Regions from separate parts of the Mus musculus genome. Here all the other regions are linked to region 1. Evidence: chromatin contacts called from public ChIA-PET and Hi-C data. All regions are on one chromosome and are shown on one strand. The core of a region is the stretch at or near the end of the contact, and the rest is flanking DNA. Distances in the headings are between cores, read along the strand shown.

Region 1 (3,735 bases), core at 910-3,409:
CATGTGGCCATCACTTGTATCTTGGTTATCTGCAGTTGGATCTGACTGGGTCCTGAGTTTCTTTCTTTCTTTTTTTCTCTTTCTCTCTTTCTTTCTTTCTTTCTTTCTTTCTTTCTTTCTTTCTTTCTTTCTTTCTTTCTTTCTTTCTTTCTTCTCTGGCTGTCCTGGAACTCACTCTGTAGACCAGACTGGTCTTGAACTCAGAAATCAGCCTGCCTCTGCCTCCCATGTGCTGGGATTAAAGGTGTGCGCACCCAGCTCCTGTCTGAGTTTCTGACCACGAAAGCCAGCACCTGGTTGATAACCAGGAGGAAGCTGGTACTGTGGGGCCTCAGGGAAGGGTTCTAAGGGTGAATAACAAAGAAACCCGAAAGATGGTGGCGTGTCCGTGGAGAGGAGGGGCAAGAACATTCTAGCAGCTGGAGTGGCCTAGGAGGACAAGCTAAGTTAAGGCAAGGAAAAGGGAGGCTTTCACCCTCGATTAGCTGGCTCTTAATCCCGAGTGTGTGCTACTATGGCTATGAGCACCTTGGAACCTTAGGAAGCAAGTTCTACGAGTCTGCTTGGCATCGATACTTTTTGCAAATTCCTCGCTATCTGATATGCAGCAATTTATCACATGGATTTGATCTTGTTCTTAGGAACCTCAAACCTGACTGCGCCTACATTTATTGTTCCATTCCTCACTTCAGAATTTGGGGCATGAAATATTGACGCTCTGAGCTCAGAAGTCTGGAAGGCTAAGCACCCAGGGAGAGCTGGAGGGCGGGCCTTGAGCGATTCGCCAATTTTGCCTTGCTGATGCAGCTTCCACCAGAGCAGAGCAGAGCCATTCTGGCCCTGAGCAGCCATTTGTCAACTTGAAAAGGGAAATGAATTTGTCAATCTTTGGCTTGGCCTTTGACCCCTAGAGGGTTCGGACCCATGGCTCTGGAAATTTGGCTGCCGATTGTAGGCAGCCCTCAGTCACAGAATCAGGGGACTGTAGAGTATAGGGAGATGGAAATAGAAATCTTTGGTGGCATCCGTCACCCTGAACTTCTCCCTGCACATCTCTCAAGGTTTGCCCTACCACTAGCTTACATATCTAGAGGCAAAGCAGACTTCTAAGTGTTCTTAAGTTACATAGTGTGTCTCTGTGTGTGTGTATATGTGTGTGTGCAAGTCAGAGAACACTCTGCAGAAATTGGTTCTCCCTCAGCCGTGTAGGTCTAGTCAAGTTCGGCAGCAGTTGCATTTACTTGCTGAGCTATCTTGGATGGTCCCTAGCCTAGCACTCACTTTCTCTCTCTCTCTCTCTCTCTCTCTCTGTGCGCGCACACATGTGCTTGCACACTCGCTGCTGATGTGAATTCCATCTTAGCTAAAAACAGTGAGCAGGGAGCGCCCTTCCCTGTATCTCTTGTCTTGCTAAAACGTATTGCTCACTAATACTTAATGATATGATTTGACTCTCCAACCTATTCATGAGCTTGTTTGAAGGGAAGAATCCACTGGGTTAGTCATGGTAGGATATGACATCATACATAGCAAAGGTTCTTTGAATGCCTAAAATGAACTGTAAACGAACTCATTTGCATACTAGAAAAGACTGCTCTTTAAGCTGGATGTTCCCATTGGAGGGTTTCGTGAGCAAAGCAAACCAGATCTTCTGTGTCACTCCAGGTCTGGGCCTCAGCCTTGGCTTGGAGGATCGGGGCCCACATCTGGCTAAAGGTTCTGCCTTTCACTGGCCCTTGAGACTCACATAGTGTGTATGGGGGATGACGGGGTGAAGGTGGGTGGCAGTCCCAAACGTTGTTGAGCAGGCTTCTTGTGTTTTCAGTGTTGTTGAGTCTAGTTTAGGATCAATTAGAGGAGCTTTGGGCCTGAGGAGGATGCTGAACTTGGGTAACAGACACGGAAAGCTAGCCCACAACTTGAGATGGAAAACTCTGGGTTACCGGAGGCTCTGATCTTTGATGGGAGGGCATGCGGAAGTCCTGAATTGGAGCTGTCAGTCATAGGTTTGATCTCTTTCTCTGTGTCTGAGGAAAGGGGTGGGGTCTATACCGAGCTGTGGCGCGGAGGACTCCAAGCCGGTAGAGGGCGCTGCGCCTCGCGCCAGGCTTAGTTCGGCTCCGGGCCATCAGGGGGCGCTGTGGCGCGAGCGGCGCGGTGGGCTTCCGGCAGGTGGCGCCGTGGCCGCGGGGCCCAGGCCGGCGGGCGGGCGGCGGCGCGGCGCTGCGGCCGGCGGCTCGCGGCCCCGGAGCGGCGGCTGCGCGGGAGGTGGAGCGGCGGAGTGGCAGGCCCGGTGCGGGCTGGAGCGCGGGCGGCGAGCGCACGAGCCGCGGCCGCGCGGAGCCCGCCATGACGGCGCGAGTGTGAGGCGCGGCGAGCACCGGTCCAGTAGAGCGGCGGGCGCGCCGGCCTCTTATCCCGCAGCGGCCGGGCCGGGCCCTGATGAGCAGCGGCCTCGGCCTCCGGCGCAGCCCGGAAATGTCCGGCAAGATCGAGAAAGCAGGTGAGGCGGGCGGGCGGGCGGGCGGCGCGCCTCCTGGCCTCGTGCGCTAGACCCCCAGTCCGGGCCCCAGCCTGGCAGCGACGCCGCGAGGGCCATCTTTGAACCGGGCCTGCCCGGCGGCGGGGGGCCTGTGATGCTAGCAGGATTCTGGGGGAGCGAGTGGAGGTCCCTGTAGCCTTGTTCCCTGGAACATCCCACAATGGCTGGAGCCCGGGACCCTTAGGAGGCCTGGCCCCGACCGCATGCAGAAGAGCAGGCGCGCTCCAGAGGTGATCGGCAGCCCAGTTATAAAATGTGTCACTCCTAATGAGCCTCGAGTTTAACCACAAGTGTCCACTTCGGTGGCTTCAAAGGACAGCAGGCTAGGGTGTGTTGGAGCGATGTTTCAGGGAGCAGCCAAGTTGTCCTCTAATATTTCTGCCTTGCTCTGCAAGCAGGGCAAGTGGAGAGTCATTGGGGATGGGGGAATAAGGTGGATGCGATCTTGGTGCAAACCTCATCTCTTTGTGTGTTCCTGGAAATCTTGGGGAGTCGCCTCCCAGTTTTTCCCCCGCCCCCCGGCTTGCATATTCTGGGAGTTAGATACTCCCGAGAGTCAATTACTGTTGTGCATATGGGGCCCAGAGCTTAATTAGCCGTCAAGCAGGGACTCCTTTTACGGGAGGGCGGGTTCTTGGCTGGTAGGTAAGGTAGGCAGTGAGTGGTCCAGGGCCTGGGTTGGGGGTTGTCACAGTGGGGATACCCAGTTATCCTGGAAACTTAGTAGAGAAGGCAGACTTGTAAGAACCTGAAAAGGTGTTCGGCCGCACTAATTTTTGGAAGCTGCCATTTCATAGGTGGACTTGAGGATATTTGGATGTATATTAGCAGGGGACCAACCAGCAATGAATGTAACTTTTGCAGCCCTGGTTTAAACACAGGGACAAACGTTTTGGTATTCTCTTTTGAGCTATGTGTCTTCATTCTGTGTTTGGTCTCTGGGTTGTGTTGTTTATTAAACGTACTTGAAGATTGCCTGCCAAAGTATGGTCTCTGTTTTCAGGACCCAGAGAGGTTCAGTGAATGTTTGTAGCCCACCCAGCAAGGGGCATAGGTAGGGTATTGACATCTGTCTTCTGACAAGAAGTAGGATAGCATTCCCGTGGCTGGACTGTTCCTTTTCAGATGCTGTTTCTGGGGTGTTTGTCTCCTTGTCCTCTTGCCCCGGGGCCTTGTCTAGTGACTATGAGTCG
Region 2 (3,735 bases), core at 483-2,982, 250 kb before region 1:
TCAGGCACTGTTCACTTTTTGAGCTTCTCCCACTGGCTGGCAAGTAAGCCCCAGGAATCTTCTCCAGCACTGGGATTACAGTTACCATTTCTGCCTTTCCAAATGTGAATTCTAGGCATGAAGCATAGGTTCTCATGCTTCTAAGCCAAGCACTTTACTGACTGAGGCATCTCCTTGGCCCTGCCTTCCCATCTAAAATTACATTTTATAATTCAGCCTGTTTCCTTGAATTGAATGTATCAATTCAAGCCACTATGTCATGTCATCCATAGCTTCTATGATAAGCTGGACTCTTCTGAGCATCCAGAGAAACTGGACTCTCAGACTCTCCAGTGAACAGGAAGCAGTTGGGCCACCATTGAAGGATTTTGTGTTGCAATTCTAGCTGTGAGCTCTCAGCTGCTGCTCCAGGTGCCTGCCACCATAACTTCATACCACCATCCTGGACCATAACCCTCTGGAAGCCCCAAATAAACAGGAGTGTGCTTTCCTGTTTAAACCACTGGGATAGTTTCACTGTCTTCTTGCACAGAGTGAGTCTGAAGACACTTCTTTTCCAGGAGGGAATGCACCAAGCACTGGATAGGCACATTGTAGGCACTCAGTAGGTCTCAGTTTTCTTTACCTCCCTTCCCTCAGTGTTCCCTCAATGACCCTCAGACTCGGGTGGGGCTGTCTTAGTTATTTTTCTTATTTTGTTCTTTTTTTGGTTTTTCAAGACAGGGTTTCTCTGTGCAGCCCTGGCTGTCCTGGAACTCACTTTGTAGACCAGGCTGGCCTCAAACTCAGAAATCCGCCTGCCTCTGCCTCCCAAATGCTGGGATTAAAGGCATGTGCCACCATGCCCGGCCTTAATTATTTTTCTATTGCTTTGATAAAATACCATGACCAAGACAATTTATAGAAGGAAGGGTTTATTGGGGCTTCCAGAGGGTTATGGTCCAGGATGGTGATATGAAGGCAGGTACCTGGAGCAGCAGCTGAGAGCTCACAGCTAGAATTGCAGACAGGAAACAGAAAGGGCTAATTTAGAATGGCCTATGTTTTTTGAAACTCTAAAGCCTGCCCCTATGACATACTTCTAGCAAGACCACACCTCCTAATCTTCTTCTAACAGCCTCCAGTTGGATACCAGGCATTAAATGCCTAAGGCTTATAGGGGACATCTCATTTAAACTATCACAGTGGGATAACAAAATTTAAAAAAAATAGCAACCTAGAAAGCCAGCAGTGGGTGTGGCGGCCTCCACTCTCAGCCCTTTGCTTTTAACAGAGCAGCTGTGTTGGTTCTGTGTGTGTGCACTCAGACATTGGGACTGTGGTGTTTTCACAGACAGAGCAACCACAGTGTCCTGCCAGCAGCTCGCAGGGATCCTTGGCCACAACAGTGTACTTGGGGACGTCTGCCCATGAAGCTCAAATGTAGTCATTTCCTAGCAGATGTGTCTCTCTCTCTCCTGGGGACGGTGCCTTTCCTGTTGTGACCTCCCCCTAGGAGAGGAGCATCTTTCCCAGTTGCTTAACTATTGTAGGCATGGCATGTCTCGCTTTCCAGGAGCAGTGTCACAGCCTTGGGGGCCCCGGGAAGCAGAAGCTCCTCTGCCCAATCTCCCCTTCACCTTGCTCCTAGGGGAACATTGACAGTGTCTGCGGTTTTCTGTGGCCTCAGTGTGCTTCTCAGAGAGCCTCAGAAGGCAGGCACAGGAAGTGTTTGCTGCCAGGAGCAAGGCACTACTGCTTGTTAGCAGTCTCTACCAGCCTCCCTGACTTTCCTGTCTACCCCACACTGCAGCAGAGTGGTCTTTCAGAACATAGGTTTGGTAATATAGCTCTGCTAATAAGATTGGCTAAGGACTTCTTGTGCACTGACAGTCCCGGACTGTCTCAGTTGTGCTCCAGCTTGGTGCCTGGTCACCCTGTGGTGCCCATAAGCACCCTGATGTCCCATGCTCTGCTTCAGTGGACTCCAATTCCTTTTTTTTTTTTTTTTTTGCTTGACTCATGGTTCCTCTCTTGTGTGTTTGTTTAGAATCATACACTGGGAAAATTCTGACCCCACAGCTGGGGTGAGATGCCCCTCTGTGAGCTTTTGCTACCTGCTCTCCCCATGATGATGCTATTATGACCTGACTCAGTTGAGCTCTAGGTACTGGACCAGGACTGGGGACCGTGCCATGCTGTTTGTCCTTGTATTTCTGGTGTCCACCAAAGCTCATCAGAAGAAAACAAACCAACAAGGACAACTCCCACTGGGAAAGTGGCATTTCATATCCACAGTTTTGAGAGACAGAAACGGGGAACCGTGGTAGGTCCTCATTTGTTGGTGGGTTGGGGGTCTCTGACAGCTGTAGGAGATCTGTCTTTGGTTTATGCATTCCACTCAGGGGAGGCTTGCTGAAGGATAATGCATATTAAGGTTGTTGTTGTTTTTAAAACTACTTTGGGGATATAAACAGAAGGCAAATTGTCTTGATTATTTTAAGGTAGATAGGAAAAGGACAGGATAAGGGTAAAGTAAAAGTTAAAGAAATACCTTGTCTTAGTTAGGGTTTCCATTGCTGTAAAGAGACACCATGACCAGGGCAACTCTTATAACAAAACAAAACCATTTAACTAGGGTTGGCTTACAGTTGCAGAGGGCTAGTCCATTATTGTCATGGCAGGGAGCATGGCAGCATGCAGCCAGATATAGTGCTGGAGGAGCCAAGAGTTCTCCATCTTGATCTGAGGGCAGCCAGGAGGAGACTGGAATTCCACACTAGACAGAGCTTGAGCATAGGAGACCTCAAAGCCCACCCACACAGTGACATACTTCCTCCAACACAGCTAAATCTACTCCAACAAGGCCACACCTCATAATAGTGCTACTCCCGATAGGCCAAGCATTCAAACTCATGAATCTACAGGGGCCAAACCTATTCAAACCACCACACACCTCATAGCATTGTGCAGTGTGAAGCTTGGGCCTGCTCTTCATCTTTTCAAACTTGGGAGATATGGTGTCTAAATGGGACTAAAGCGTTGGCCTTGGGGCCAGGATGCCTGGGTTCACAGTCTACTTTTTCACCGGTTTGTAACTTTGAACAATCCTGTCTCCTGGTGTGTAAACTGGGGCTCAGGACAGCCTCCACCTCAGGGTTGCTTTGAGCCCAGAGCTTATGATAAGTTAGGGTCACAGGAGAGTGGTTGACGTGCTGGGAGTTAAGCCCACATTTTACAGTGAATGTTCCGCTCTGTTTATCAGACTGCTGCAACCACAACAATGTAACTTAAAATTACACAGATTAGGCAGCGGATAGCTTAGCTAGTAAAGGGACCTGAATTTGATTCCCTCAGAACCCTTTTTTATTTGTTTATTTATTTGTATATATATATATATTTTTTTTTTTTCGAGACAGGGTTTCTCTGTGTAGCTCTGGCTGTCCTGGAATTCACTTTGTAGACCAGGCTGGCTTCGAACTCAGAAATCCACCTGCCTCTGCCTCCCAAGTGCTGGGATTAAAGGTGTGCGCCACCACTGCCCAGCCCAGAACCCTTTTTTAGAAAGCCAAATGTGGTAGTGCATACATGTAATCTCAGCAGTGGGGAGGCAGAAACATGAGGATCCCTGAGGCTTGCTGGCCAGCCAGCCTGGTCTGCTCGGTGAGTCCCAGGTTAGTGAGAGATCCCATCTTAAAAAAACAAGGTAAGTGCTACCTGAGGAGTGACATATGATATCTAAAGTTGTCTTTTGGC
Region 3 (3,735 bases), core at 807-3,306, 210 kb after region 1:
CTTGGATCACAGGTAGACAACAGCATAGCCACTGATTTCTGCATCGCTGGAGTCCAACCCCAGGGCGTTGTGTATTCTAGGCAGGTAATTTGCCAACTCCTACACCCCCCCCCCCCCAAAAAATGCATTTAGAACAGTTCCATCCCTCCTCCTCAGGGCTTCAATAGCCTTCCTTCTCTCCCAGACTTTACAAGACATAGCTTGGCTCTGCCTACTTTTTTGTTTTGTTTTGCTTTTTCAAAACAGGGTTTCTCTGTGTAGCCCTGGCTGTCCTGGAACTCAAGAGACCTGCCTGCCTCTGCCTCCTGAGCTGGGATTAAAGGTGTGTCCCGCCACGGCCTGGCCTCCTGCCTACATTTTTAGCCTTACCATTGGCCAAGCTCTCTGCTCTCCAATTTGCTCCCTCGATATTCCAGTTAGTTTGCAACTTATGTTCTCCTCATAACTACCTGGCTAACTCTAATAAAAATTTAGAGCCCAGACAGTCCACTTTGGTATTTCTCATATGTATACCACCTGGTACTGTGACCAAACCCAGACCCTTGAGCAGGTGCAAGCACTGTACCATTGGGCTACATCTCCAGTTGACATTTTTCTTATCTTTTTTTTTCTTCATGTTTGTGGATGTGGGTGTATTCCTAAATCATCATTCTCCAATATATATATGATTTATATTTTTCAGTGTACTGTTTTTGTTTTTTGTTTGTTTTTCTAGACAGGGTTTCTCTGTGTAACCCTGGCTGTCCTGGAACTCACTTTGTAGACTAGGCTGGCCTCGAACTCAGAAATCCATCTGCCTCTGCCTCCCAAGTGCTGGGATTTAAGGCATGTGCCACCACCATCCGGTTCAGTGTACTGGTTTTTGCCTGAATATATGTAACTGGAACTGGAGTTAAAGTTGAGGACTGCCATGTGGGTGCTGGGAACCAACCCTGGGTTCTCTAGAATAGTAGCTAGTGCTATTAACCTCTGGGCCATCTCTGTAGTCCACTATTTTATGTATTGAGGCAGGGTCTTTCTGGAACTCAGAGCTTGCTCATTGGCTAGTGTAGGTTGCCAGCTTGCCCTGAGGAAGCCATCGTCACCTCCCTAGCTCTGGTATTGCCATGCTAACCATCATTTCACTTGGGTTGGGGATCTTATCTTTGATCTTTACACTTGCCCAGCAAGTACTTTATCAGATGAGCCATCTCCACAGCCCTAGCGTTTTTTTCACAAATCTCTATAATTCTAATTTTCTAACATCGGAAAATTTATTTCAGTTTAGGATTTCACATTTATTAGCATGGTTTGTACATTTGATTACGGCTGTCTCCCCGTCTCCCTGCTACACGGAGAGACCTAGAGACAAGAACTTCAGTTACAGCCGTTATTACTGACTCTCCACAGGACCAATCTGCCAGACACATTGTTAACTCAGTAACCGTGGAGTAGAAGACATACAATTCATCATCTGACACAGATGTTTGCATAGTAAGATGGCAGCTCCGGAGAGAGACAACAGGGTCAGAAACAAGAATTTGGAGTTACCTCGTTTTACTCCCTTAAGCGATGTTAGCTGGGTTGACAGGGTTCTTGTTTGTGGGTTCTTTGTTGTTTTTGGTTTTGTTTTGTTTTTGAACCCTGGGTGTCCTGTAATTCCCTACGTAGATCAGGCTGGCCTGGCACTCACATAATCCACCGTCTCTGCCTTTCTGAGGGCTAGGATTAACGGCGTGTGCCACCATGCGTGGCTTAAAAACAGATTTGTAGCCAATGAAAGATCAACAGTACGTGGCTCACAATCATGTCATCGGATGCTGATGAATTTCCCCTTAGACGTCTTTCTTCAGGAAGTCCCTTCCTGCTCGGTTTTTTTTTTTTTTTTTTTGGCCAGGTCCGCAAATAATGTAGACAATCAATTCCGCAGCCCACTGAGCGGGTGCCTTCGTCCAATAGCTGAGCAGTAACGAACGGATTTCGCCCCACCCCGTACCGCCTCTTCCGTTTACGCTTCCTGGTGGCGACCGGAAATAAACGGGCGCTCCGGAAGTTAAAGGGCGTGTCCTGCTAGTTTGGTTTCCTAAACATGGCGGCGCCCTTATGTGTGAAGGTGGAGTTCGGGTGAGTGAGATCTGGGGCGCCTTGGGGATGGAGCGAAGCCATAAGGCTCGGAATTCCGGACCTCTCTTGGCCTGCCGAGGCTGTGTCGCCCTCCGAGAGCCGGGATAATCCCCTGGCCTCTGACTGACGCGGTCTCTGTGGGTGACGAGGCCGTGAGTCCGAGAGTTGAGGCGCACACACGGGTAGGGAGATGCGTTTGGAATCCTTCGCCTTGCTCTGTATCATGTAGGACTGGGAGGCATTGACAGTGAGCAGGCGGTCTTCCGGCATGTTTCACCCGTGCCATTCCGAGCCCGACTCGCCTTGTCTGGTTTTTGAGCTTCTAAGGGGAGCGCACGAGTAGAGACGAACCCTGCTGAATAATCTCAGTTCTGTCTTCCCGCCTAGTGCCTTCCTAGGGGAAGTCTTGGCCAAGACAGGACCTTCCTCTTTCTCAAACCTTGTGTGTGTGTGTGTGTGTGTGTGTGTTTTCGAGACAGGGGTCCTCTCTGTTTGGCTGTCCTGGAACTCACTCTGTAGATCAGGCTGACCTCGAACACAGAAATCCGCCTGTCTCTGCCTCCCAAGTCCTGGGATTAAAGGCGTGGGCCACCACCGCCCGGCATACCTTGGAGTTTTAATTAGATTTTAATCTTTTGCAAAGTAGTTTGGTAAGTGTCTTCTGCAGAGTCCAGAGGAGCTACCGGGGTAAATAAGCTGCCACGGAGGGAGTGACTAACATTGGTAGTATATTATCCTTACTGTGAAAAGGTTCAGAATCCGGGTACACATCACTACTTGAAGGAACACGGGGAAAAGTGAAGATTGTCTCAAATCACCATTGTGTTCTTCCAACACACAGAATGCTTGTCATGGTTTCAAAACCTGCAGAAGACAGACTTCTTCGGAAGCTGAGAACAAAGAACTGAGGCTTCTAGAGATGGGTGGTTGGTTTCTAGAATCTTATGGAAAAGCTAGGGGTGTGTGTGTGTTTGTGTGTGTGTGTGTAGATGAAGAAGCCAAGGTTGAAGTGAAGGGAAACTCAAGGGTAGAGAGAGATGTAAAATTCCTTCCAAATGCCTTTCTTCGCCTTGGATGCCCCCCATTCCTTTCATGTTGTCCCTTCACTAGGCAGTTCATTCACCAGTCATTTATTGAGTGCCTACCATGTGCCAGGCAGTGAGCCAGACACCAAGGATACAAAGATAAATAGCACTCTGTCTAGTCCCTGCAGTGTTCAGCATTTCTGTCCCTTGGAAGGGAGTAGTCTCATGAATGTTAAGTGCAGTTTAATTGATGATATTGTCTTGCTGCTTGGATCCAATTAGGTTGGTCTGGCTTCCTGACTGCTTTACCTCTTCGAACCTTAGCCCAGCTAACACGGTATCCTCCCACCTCCCAAACTGGGCTATGAGGGGACTTCCTGATGCCTTGACCAGCTTCAGCAGAACTGAGAAGGAAGAAGTTACAGGCTCTCAGTGTTAATGTCTGTTGGTAGCCAACTTGCCTTTCATTCTCACTGAGACGTGGTATTTACTCAGCAGAGATGTGATCTTTCTGCCAGATACTGTGCTGGCAACAGTAAGGACGTCATCAAGTAAACCAGACCCTTGCCCTCAGAGTTTACAGACCCATACAGTTACTTTTTTTCTA
Region 4 (3,735 bases), core at 642-3,141, 180 kb after region 1:
AAAGGGAGCCATAATGTCTCCTAGAGCTTGATTTATGTGCTCTCTATAGCCAGCCTATAAACTATAATAATAAACATGTCAGCACTATTTCAAATGTGTCCATGAATTTGCACACCAGTGCTGTGAGGTGAGTCCTCCGTGAATCATAGCCACGAGATATTGCTTGTTTACTTGTTTGTGACAAAATTCTCCCTGTATAGCCTTGGCCAGGCATAAACTCACAGAGATCCTTTGCCTCTCAAGTGCTGAAATTAAAGTTATGTACCACTGGGCAGTGGTGGCACATGCCTTTAATCCCAGCACTTGGGGGGCAGAAGCAGGCAGATTTCTGAGTTCGAGGCCAGCCTGGTCTACAGAGTGAGTTCCAGGACAGCCAGGGCTACACAGAGAAACCCTGTCTCAAAAAACCAAATAAATAAATAATAAAGTTATGTACCACCATGCTTACCTGACCCCCAAACCCACTTTTGTGGGGTGTTGTTTTGTTAGTTTGTTTTTGAGACAGGGTCTCACTATGTAGCCCTGGCTGTCCTGGAACTCACTATGTAGACCAGGCTGGCCTCGAACTCAGAGATTCATTTGCCTTTGCCTCCCGAGTGCTGGGGTTAAAGGTGTGTGCCACCACCACCGCTGTGCTTGATCCCCTAAAGCCCACCTTTAATCCATAAGAAGGCACAGATTTGGAACTCTCTGCTGAGAACATGATTCTCTTGTTGGTCTGTGATGCACATGTCTATGAACATGGGGCACCTGCTATTATAGCCCTAGAGACATCCTTTAGCTTACTATCCAGCCTCTCCAATGGATGCAATCCTGAGCAGGTCCAGACCATCTTCATACCAAAATGTCATCTGTAATCCCTATAAACAGACCTTGAAGGTTGCCCCTTCCCCCCTTAAGAACTTGACTAGGTTGAGTCATTGAAGGGGCTATTTAAGAACAGAGGCAGTAATAGGCACGTTGCATAGTCACCCCAGAACTTTTCAGAGGCTCTCAATCCAACGGCTGTGAGTCTAGACCCTTGCCCACAGCCTGACAAAGCTCACAGTTTACAAAGGAACCAGTGTTCGGGAGTGTTATCAGTCAGGGTTAAAGTTAGTTACACAGGCTTTAAATCCTGACCTTTGAGGAGATCCCCTGAAGCTACTCCTCCTGGCTCTTCAGTTCTTTTTGAACCTTGCAAAGGTACTGAAAACTGTAAAAGTCCTGAGGGAACAATCATACTCAGCTGTGGTGAATGACCATTCCAGAATGGTCTAGAAGCCCAATGCCCTGTGTATTCTGCCAGAATCCAGCTTTTTTTTTTTTTCAGCAAGTGGTATTGAACATTTGCTAAATTCTATTTCAAGACAAATGTAGTAGTTAATGTCTGTAATGCCAGCGCTCTGGGCTGAAGTAGATTAACTACAGCAAGATCCAGGGCAAAGTTACTACCCTGTTTCAAAAAACAAACAGGACTGACAAGGTGGATCAGGAAAAGGTGCCTGTTCCCAAGACTGAGGGCCAAGCCTAGTAACCTTAGTATGATCCCTGGAGCCCATGGTGTAAGAACAGAACCAACTCCCACGAGTTGTCCTCTGACCACACAGGGTCTTTGGCATATGTATCTACACATACACAAATAAGCAAACAAATGTAAATAATAATAATAAGTTAAACAAATTCTACTTGGGCCTTAGCTTCTGGCTATGTATTCTCAAATGGTCTGTGGGCGGGTTTATGCTACCTGGATCCCCTGGTCCAGGAAATGGCAGAGAGGAACGACCCAAGGAGCACTGCCTGACCAGGGCAACTTCAGCAGCCTGAACAAGCTAGACTACTAGGACTACAACTCCCAGCATGCCGTGCGGCTCAGCCTACCACTCCCAGCGGGCCGGGCGGCTGCGGAGGCAGTGGTGCGCGCAGGGCTGGAGGGGCTGGGCGGTGTCGGGCGCGCTGGGGCTGGGTTGCGCTGAGGTGCACGGACTCAGAAGCTCGCCCTCTGCGGGGACGGCACAGAAGGCGGTGCTGCCGGCTGGCACAGCCGGTGCGGGTGCGGGAGGCGGGTGGGGGTGGAGCGGGGCAGAGGTACAGACCCTACAAGGACGAGGAGTGGGCCAGACGCACCGAGGCTCGGCTGTGTGTGCCCCGGGGCGGCCGATGCCCCCAGCGCACCGCACTCCGCTGCCGCAACCGGGCCGCATCCTGACGGGGCGCCGCGCCGCGCAGCCGCAGCCGGGTGAGCTAAGGCGGGGACGGCGGCTTTCTGAGCGGGGAAAATGTGCCAGGCCGAGCAGGGGGAGACGGCGGTGCCGGCTCGGACTGAGGGGCGCGCCCTCCTTCTCCCAACCCCGAGAACGCTCTGATGTCCTGGCTATCTAGAGGCAATCGGTCCGTGGCGCCCCTCCTGTCCTGTCTCCTCTCTCAGCGGTCTTGGACCGGCTCCTAGCTTGCTTTTTGACTGCCTCTGTCAGAGAGCTAAGGATCTTAGCGATCCTGCGGTAGTCCTCCCACCCATTGCTTTATGCTTTTCTCCAGAAGGCAGTCTCATAAGGGATTCCCTGTGTTCCAGGCCGTGGTCCTCCGCCTAGCTTGGAGATATTCAGGCTACTTCATATCTTTGACCTTCCTCTCTTCCCAAGAAAAGCAATCCATTAGCAGTCCTCTTGACTAAATCCATAAAGAAGAGGGAATAGAGCGTGGGCCTTAATCTCTGCCCTGGGCTTCAACACAGCCTTTCCCCTTCTCAGCCCTAGTCCTCAAAGATCCATCTGAATGTGTGGGTACTTCCAAATCCTTTTCCTGTCCAACAATCACCTCTTTCCACCCTACCCCTGGGCTGTCACCTCTCAGGCCCCTCCTGCCTCTAAGCCATTTGCTGGCTCGCCCTCTATGGACCGGTAGAGGCACAACGCTACCTTGAGTCTGTGGGCCAGAGACTGTGCAGGGCTCCCTTCCCAGGAAGCTGCCCTTTTTGGTGTTGTCATTTCCAGAACCTCCTGGAGTCCCTAGGAGAGACACTTCTATCAGCACCTGTCTCCCGGCCATCTGGTTAGGTTGCTTGAATATCGGTGAATGGACTGTCCTGTTTGGGTTAGAAAGGTTCTAAGAACAAGTCTTACTAGCCCAATGCATAGAGCAAGGTGCTATGGCCTGAAGTAGGAAAGGGGCTAGCACAAGGTCACTTGACAAGGTGGTCAAAGATAGAACCAGAAGCTAGATCATCCTCTTGTTTCTTAACCCCAGAGCTGTAGATTTCAAGGCCCCTCCAACTTGGCATGGAACCAAAGCCTTGAACCTTTTTTAAGCCACCCCTTTTAAGGTGACTAGGCAATCCCCATAGGCTGACCCTTTGGGCTCATACTGAAGTGGCTGCTGGTGCAGAAGTAGCGGCCCCTAAAGAAGGAATTGTGTCTCCTAACCACCTTGTACCTGCAGGTCACAATGCTACTTGGAGCATCTCTGGTGGGGGCGCTACTGTTCTCCAAGCTAGTGCTGAAGCTGCCCTGGACCCAGGTGGGATTCTCCCTGTTGCTCCTGTACTTGGGGTCTGGTGGCTGGCGTTTCATCCGGGTCTTCATCAAGACGGTCAGGAGAGATATCTTGTGAGTACCATATCTAGCCTCCCTTGGGGTCTCAACTGTGCTGGGCTTTACCAGCCATTATCCCTGCCAGCACAAGACATCTGGGTTATTAAAGGAACAGTGTCTTCTCTTTGCCCTTCTCCTGGCATACCTAGAACTTTCATCTCCAAGG
Region 5 (3,735 bases), core at 718-3,217, 150 kb after region 1:
TTATCATTGGATCTTGGACCCGCCTGGCTGGCCAGGTTCCCACTGCCTGCAGAGGCTCACATCAGAGTGGCAGCAGCTCACACCACCAGTGCAAGCCACCCAAACTCCTTTTTTCCCTCTTTTAAGAGCTGGGAAACTCCCAGCATTCCCAGCTGAACCAGAGTCCAGTGGATGTTCATGCCAAACTGCGCTTTGCCATCCTCGGTCTGGTGTGCAGATATGTCTGATACCCTAGAGGGAAGTGGGCAGACTGTGGACCACGAATGTCCATGGCAGTGAGGAGCCTCTCTCCCACGTGGTCTTCTAATCCTTCACCCCTGCTCTGTTCTGTGACAGGTGCCCACGGATGGCACTGCTCCTGCACCGCCAACCACTGATGACACTATGTTTCTTGGTGTCGTTCCCTGCCCAGATGCTGATCTCATTAGTCGGGTATCACTTCAGGTTTGTGCTTCTCCCCTTTGCCTGCCACCCTCCTGTCTGCTTCCCAAAGGACTCCCAGAGTTCTATAGACTCTCTACTCTGTTTAGATAGCTTGGTTCAGGTGCTGCTCCTGGAGCCTGGCATGGGGAGGCCAAGATGGAGAACATTTGGGATGATGGGTGTTGAGATGAATTTGGCCTACTGTGTCCCTGTGTGACAGTAAGCAGAAGCTAAATAATGCTAGCTTATTTCTTTCTACCCATACAGAGCCATGATGCTGGCAATTGCTCTAACCTCATGGAGGAGACCAAGTAAGTGTTCCCTACTGAGGGAGTCGGGGCAAGCCTCTGCCCATGAGCCCTGTTCCCATCAAACTACCTGCACCCCTGATCTCATGTCTCCTCCCTTAGGACTTTCTCATCGACTGAGAGTCTGCAACAACTTTCTCAACAGCTCAATGGCCTTGTGTCTGAGATACCACAGGACTGGGACCCAGAAAGAAGGTAGAGAGGAAAGGAAAGTATGTTAGAAAATGAGGTGGGATTCTCAAGAGACTAATTCATGAGAGGCTCTTGTCATACTGGAGAAGACTTGGATTTGGACCACAATGGGCAACGTGATTTTTATCCTGGTGTGGTTTGAGGTGACAGCTGTTGAACGGTGAGGTTGATCCATGGCGGGAAAAGAGCCATAAGGAGTGGCACAAAGGGGGTGTGAGTGAGCAGAAAAGGAGATTCTGCTAATTGAGGGGGAAGTAGGAGGCTGCAGGGATTAGACATTGAGGGTCACAGAGCACCTCCATGTGAGGTATTGTCTCTCCTAGTCTACATCCTACATCAACGGGGAGGGCCTCACATCTTCCAACATGAATGCCTGGACCATGGATTAGGACCCTGTCTCAAAACTGTCATGGGGGAAGGGGGCTTGGAATGTAGCTCAGTGACTACATTCTTATCTACTGAGCACAAGGCTCTGGGCTCAATTCCCAGAAACAAAATAGAAAATGAGACGCCACCGGGCATGGTGGTGCATGCCTTTAATCCCAGCACTTGGGAGGCAGAGGCAGAGGCAGGCGGATTTCTGAGTTCGAGGTCAGCCTGGTCTACAGAGTGAGTTCCAGGACAGCCAGGGCTATACAGAGAAACCCTGTCTTCAAAAGAGAGAGAGAGAGAGAGGCCATGGGATCACAAGAGCATGTTTGAGCAATACTTAACCAATCTGAGACCCTTGGGAACAAACACTGACATCTGTACAACAGAAAGACAGACAGACAGCAGTGCTGTGGACAGTCCCAACTGGAGACAGTATGTACAGAAGCCAGAGACAGGAATAACGTTTAGTTGAGAAGCGAACAGGAATAGAGGCAGGCAGGCTGGTCCACTCAGATCCTTGGAGTGATACAAGAACCTGGCCCAACTGCATCTTAACCAAGCTCTGCCTTTGCACATATCACCAGTACCAAGGGCACTGGGGAAGAAAACATCCCAGATCCAGGTCTGTGTGAGAACAGCTTTCTCATGTGCCATAGCAAGCACTAGCCTCCAGGGGGCAGTGTCCACCTAGTGATGTGCCCATCAGCTGGGTAGCCTCTCTTCTGTGGGCTTCTCCAATCCAGTCTGTGCCATCCAATGGCCACAAGCTGGATCTTTCAGCTTTCTTTCCAGGAGTCTCAAGGGAGCAGGAAGGGGTCACCTGGTTGGAAAATCGAGGCTGACAGAGAAGGCATGTATATTATACACTGCCTCACTATACCCACTGTAAACCCTACTTGAAAACATTTGAGAGTCAGGTATGATGGCTCACACCTGTGATTTCAACTCCAGAGACTGAGAAAAGAAAGAAGCAGAGTTCAGGGCCAGTCCTGCCCTCCCTACATGGCCAGGCCCTGTCCAAAAATAAAAATAAATTACCCCAGTGAGTGCCAAAGAAGCTGATGTGAGCAGATCGCTTCCATAGATTGAGACCCGCCTGGGTAAGCAAGTGGAGAGCCTATCTCCAGATTTAATAGCTGGGCTGGAGTTCAGCCCAAAGCCTGTATTCCCAGCATCCCTCTACAGAACTGGAAAGAGGACTTGGAGCTTGGGAAGAGGGGGTTCAGCTCCAGAGCCACTACCCACCAACTGGTAGCAGGTAACTCCAGCTCTGGCAACTTCTCTCCCTCTTCTGCCCCCTGTGGGCACTCGAGTTTACATATCCAAATTTTTAAAAATAAAATTTTCTTTAAAAACTATAATTTTATTGCTGATAGGACCTTGATATAGCTATCTCTTGTGAGGCGATGCCAGTGCCTGTACAGAAGTGGATGCTCACAGTCATCTATTGGATGGAACACAGGGCCCTTAATGAAGGAGCTAGAGAAAGTACCCAAGGAGCTGAAGGAGTCTGCAACCCTATAGGAGGAACAACAACATGAACTAACCAGTACCCCCTCCCCCCCAGAGCTGTGTCTCTAGGTGCATATGTAGCAGAGGATGGCCTAGTCGGCCATCAATGGGAGGAGAGGCCCTTAGTCTTGCGAAGATCATATGCCCCAGTACAGGCCAGGAATCGGGAATGGGTGGGTTGGGGAGCAGGGCAGGGGGAAGGTATAGGGGACTTTCAGGATAGCATTTGAAATGTAAATGAAGAAAATATCTAATAAAAAAACCTAAAATTTTATGTCTCATCCCGAACCTGTGGCACTCAGGACAAAAGTGCATTATAATCTCCACTCATCCCAGACAGCCAGAAGGTTCGAGACCTCTGAGTGCCATGTGGTGGGACCATCAAACTGCACCCTCTCTAGCCTTTCTCAAGAGACAAGTACACTTCAGTGACAGCGTGACAGGAGCCAGACAAAGCACCCAGCTTCATGGTGAGGAGGAGTTGGAGCCTCCCAGCCTGGTCCTGAGGCACTGTAAGGAAAGGTCCTCCAGGAAGGCAGAAGCAGAGGTGAGTGGCAGTCACACACCCAAACCAGTCGCCTTCAGGACTGCAATAACCAACGTTTACACAAGTCTGTGGCTCAGCCAGGCCTGTGCACCTCACCTGAGGCACCTCATTGACCCCAACAATGGAGCAAGGTCTTGTGGAGCAGTCCAGCCCCAGACTGAGCCAGCTGAGTACAGAGAGCGAGGCTCGTTACATCTGATACATAGTGTCTGACTCGAGCTGCCTCCCCAGCAGAGGCTAGCCTTTCAAATGGTGTGGTGTGCTACACACTTAATTCCAGCACTTGGGAGGTGGAGATGGGGGGGGGTGGAATCTTTGTGAGTTCAAGGCCAGCCTGGTCTACATAGCATATTCCATGAGTGCCAGGGCTAGGTAACAAGA

The links. A called contact is a pair of places that touch in the nucleus more often than the background predicts. ChIA-PET counts read pairs in DNA pulled down with a chosen protein or histone mark.
Region 2: a contact with region 1 is called in an RNA polymerase II ChIA-PET map of memory CD8 T cells, with 8 read pairs. The contact joins the enhancer-like site here to the promoter of Rapgef1 in region 1. A contact is called at or near these places in 18 of 39 promoter capture datasets (the 3T3-L1 cell line, 3T3-L1-derived adipocytes, HPC-7-derived erythroid cells and 11 more), 5 of 115 datasets of contacts at active chromatin or transcription factors (bone marrow-derived macrophages, embryonic midbrain, embryonic stem cells and 2 more) and 1 of 9 other capture datasets (pancreatic islet).
Region 3: an RNA polymerase II ChIA-PET map of memory CD8 T cells shows a contact between it and region 1, with 136 read pairs. The contact joins the promoter of Urm1 here to the promoter of Rapgef1 in region 1. A contact is called at or near these places in 5 of 39 promoter capture datasets (the 3T3-L1 cell line, erythroid cells, hippocampal neurons and 2 more), 2 of 15 datasets of contacts at CTCF or cohesin (the NIH/3T3 cell line and embryonic stem cells), 13 of 484 Hi-C or Micro-C datasets (CD4 T cells, the G1E-ER4 cell line, adipose-derived mesenchymal stem cells and 7 more), 5 of 115 datasets of contacts at active chromatin or transcription factors (embryonic stem cells, memory CD8 T cells and pancreatic cancer cells) and 1 of 9 other capture datasets (embryonic stem cells).
Region 4: a Hi-C map of uterus shows a contact between it and region 1, with 3 times the contacts expected there. The contact joins the promoter of Slc27a4 here to the promoter of Rapgef1 in region 1. A contact is called at or near these places in 3 of 39 promoter capture datasets (the 3T3-L1 cell line, erythroid cells and hippocampal neurons), 2 of 15 datasets of contacts at CTCF or cohesin (the NIH/3T3 cell line and embryonic stem cells), 14 of 484 Hi-C or Micro-C datasets (adipose-derived mesenchymal stem cells, cerebellum, differentiating embryonic stem cells and 9 more), 4 of 115 datasets of contacts at active chromatin or transcription factors (embryonic stem cells, pancreatic cancer cells and stem cell-derived neural progenitor cells) and 3 of 9 other capture datasets (embryonic stem cells, liver and pancreatic islet).
Region 5: a Hi-C map of bone marrow-derived macrophages shows a contact between it and region 1, with 3 times the contacts expected there. The contact joins the enhancer-like site here to the promoter of Rapgef1 in region 1. A contact is called at or near these places in 3 of 39 promoter capture datasets (the 3T3-L1 cell line, embryonic stem cells and pre-B cells), 1 of 15 datasets of contacts at CTCF or cohesin (the NIH/3T3 cell line), 4 of 484 Hi-C or Micro-C datasets (bone marrow-derived macrophages, embryonic stem cells and extraembryonic endoderm stem cells), 6 of 115 datasets of contacts at active chromatin or transcription factors (effector CD8 T cells, embryonic stem cells, microglia and 1 more) and 4 of 9 other capture datasets (adipose tissue, embryonic stem cells, liver and 1 more).

What each region holds. Positions count from the first base shown.
Region 1 is chr2:29,617,561-29,621,295 of GRCm38.p6, forward strand. Rapgef1 (Rap guanine nucleotide exchange factor (GEF) 1) reads left to right here and starts at 2,160. Exons shown (of 26, transcript NM_001039087.1): 1 at 2,160-2,503. The coding sequence starts at 2,443.
Region 2 is chr2:29,363,814-29,367,548 of GRCm38.p6, forward strand. All of the region lies in intron 2 of Med27 (mediator complex subunit 27), which reads left to right. Among named protein-coding and RNA genes, the nearest start is that of Med27, 19 kb to the left of the region's middle. Within about 2 kb of position 1,733, at least 30 of the 459 cell types and tissues checked have an H3K27ac peak or open chromatin away from gene starts, as enhancers often do. A contact at or near this core is called in memory CD8 T cells, where this site is marked.
Region 3 is chr2:29,825,333-29,829,067 of GRCm38.p6, forward strand. Urm1 (ubiquitin related modifier 1) reads left to right here and starts at 2,057. Exons shown (of 5, transcript NM_026615.4): 1 at 2,057-2,103. The coding sequence starts at 2,069.
Region 4 is chr2:29,800,743-29,804,477 of GRCm38.p6, forward strand. It overlaps Slc27a4 (solute carrier family 27 (fatty acid transporter), member 4), which reads left to right and starts at 1,892. Exons shown (of 13, transcript NM_011989.5): 1 at 1,892-2,218; 2 at 3,418-3,584. The coding sequence starts at 3,424.
Region 5 is chr2:29,763,059-29,766,793 of GRCm38.p6, forward strand. Gm13547 (predicted gene 13547) reads left to right here. Exons shown (of 4, transcript NM_001177392.1): 2 at 337-444; 3 at 691-734; 4 at 834-1,031. The coding sequence ends at 930. It also overlaps a transcript of Trub2 not described here. Among named protein-coding and RNA genes, the nearest start is that of Gm13547, 3.4 kb to the left of the region's middle. Within about 2 kb of position 1,968, at least 6 of the 459 cell types and tissues checked have an H3K27ac peak or open chromatin away from gene starts, as enhancers often do. A contact at or near this core is called in bone marrow-derived macrophages, where this site is marked.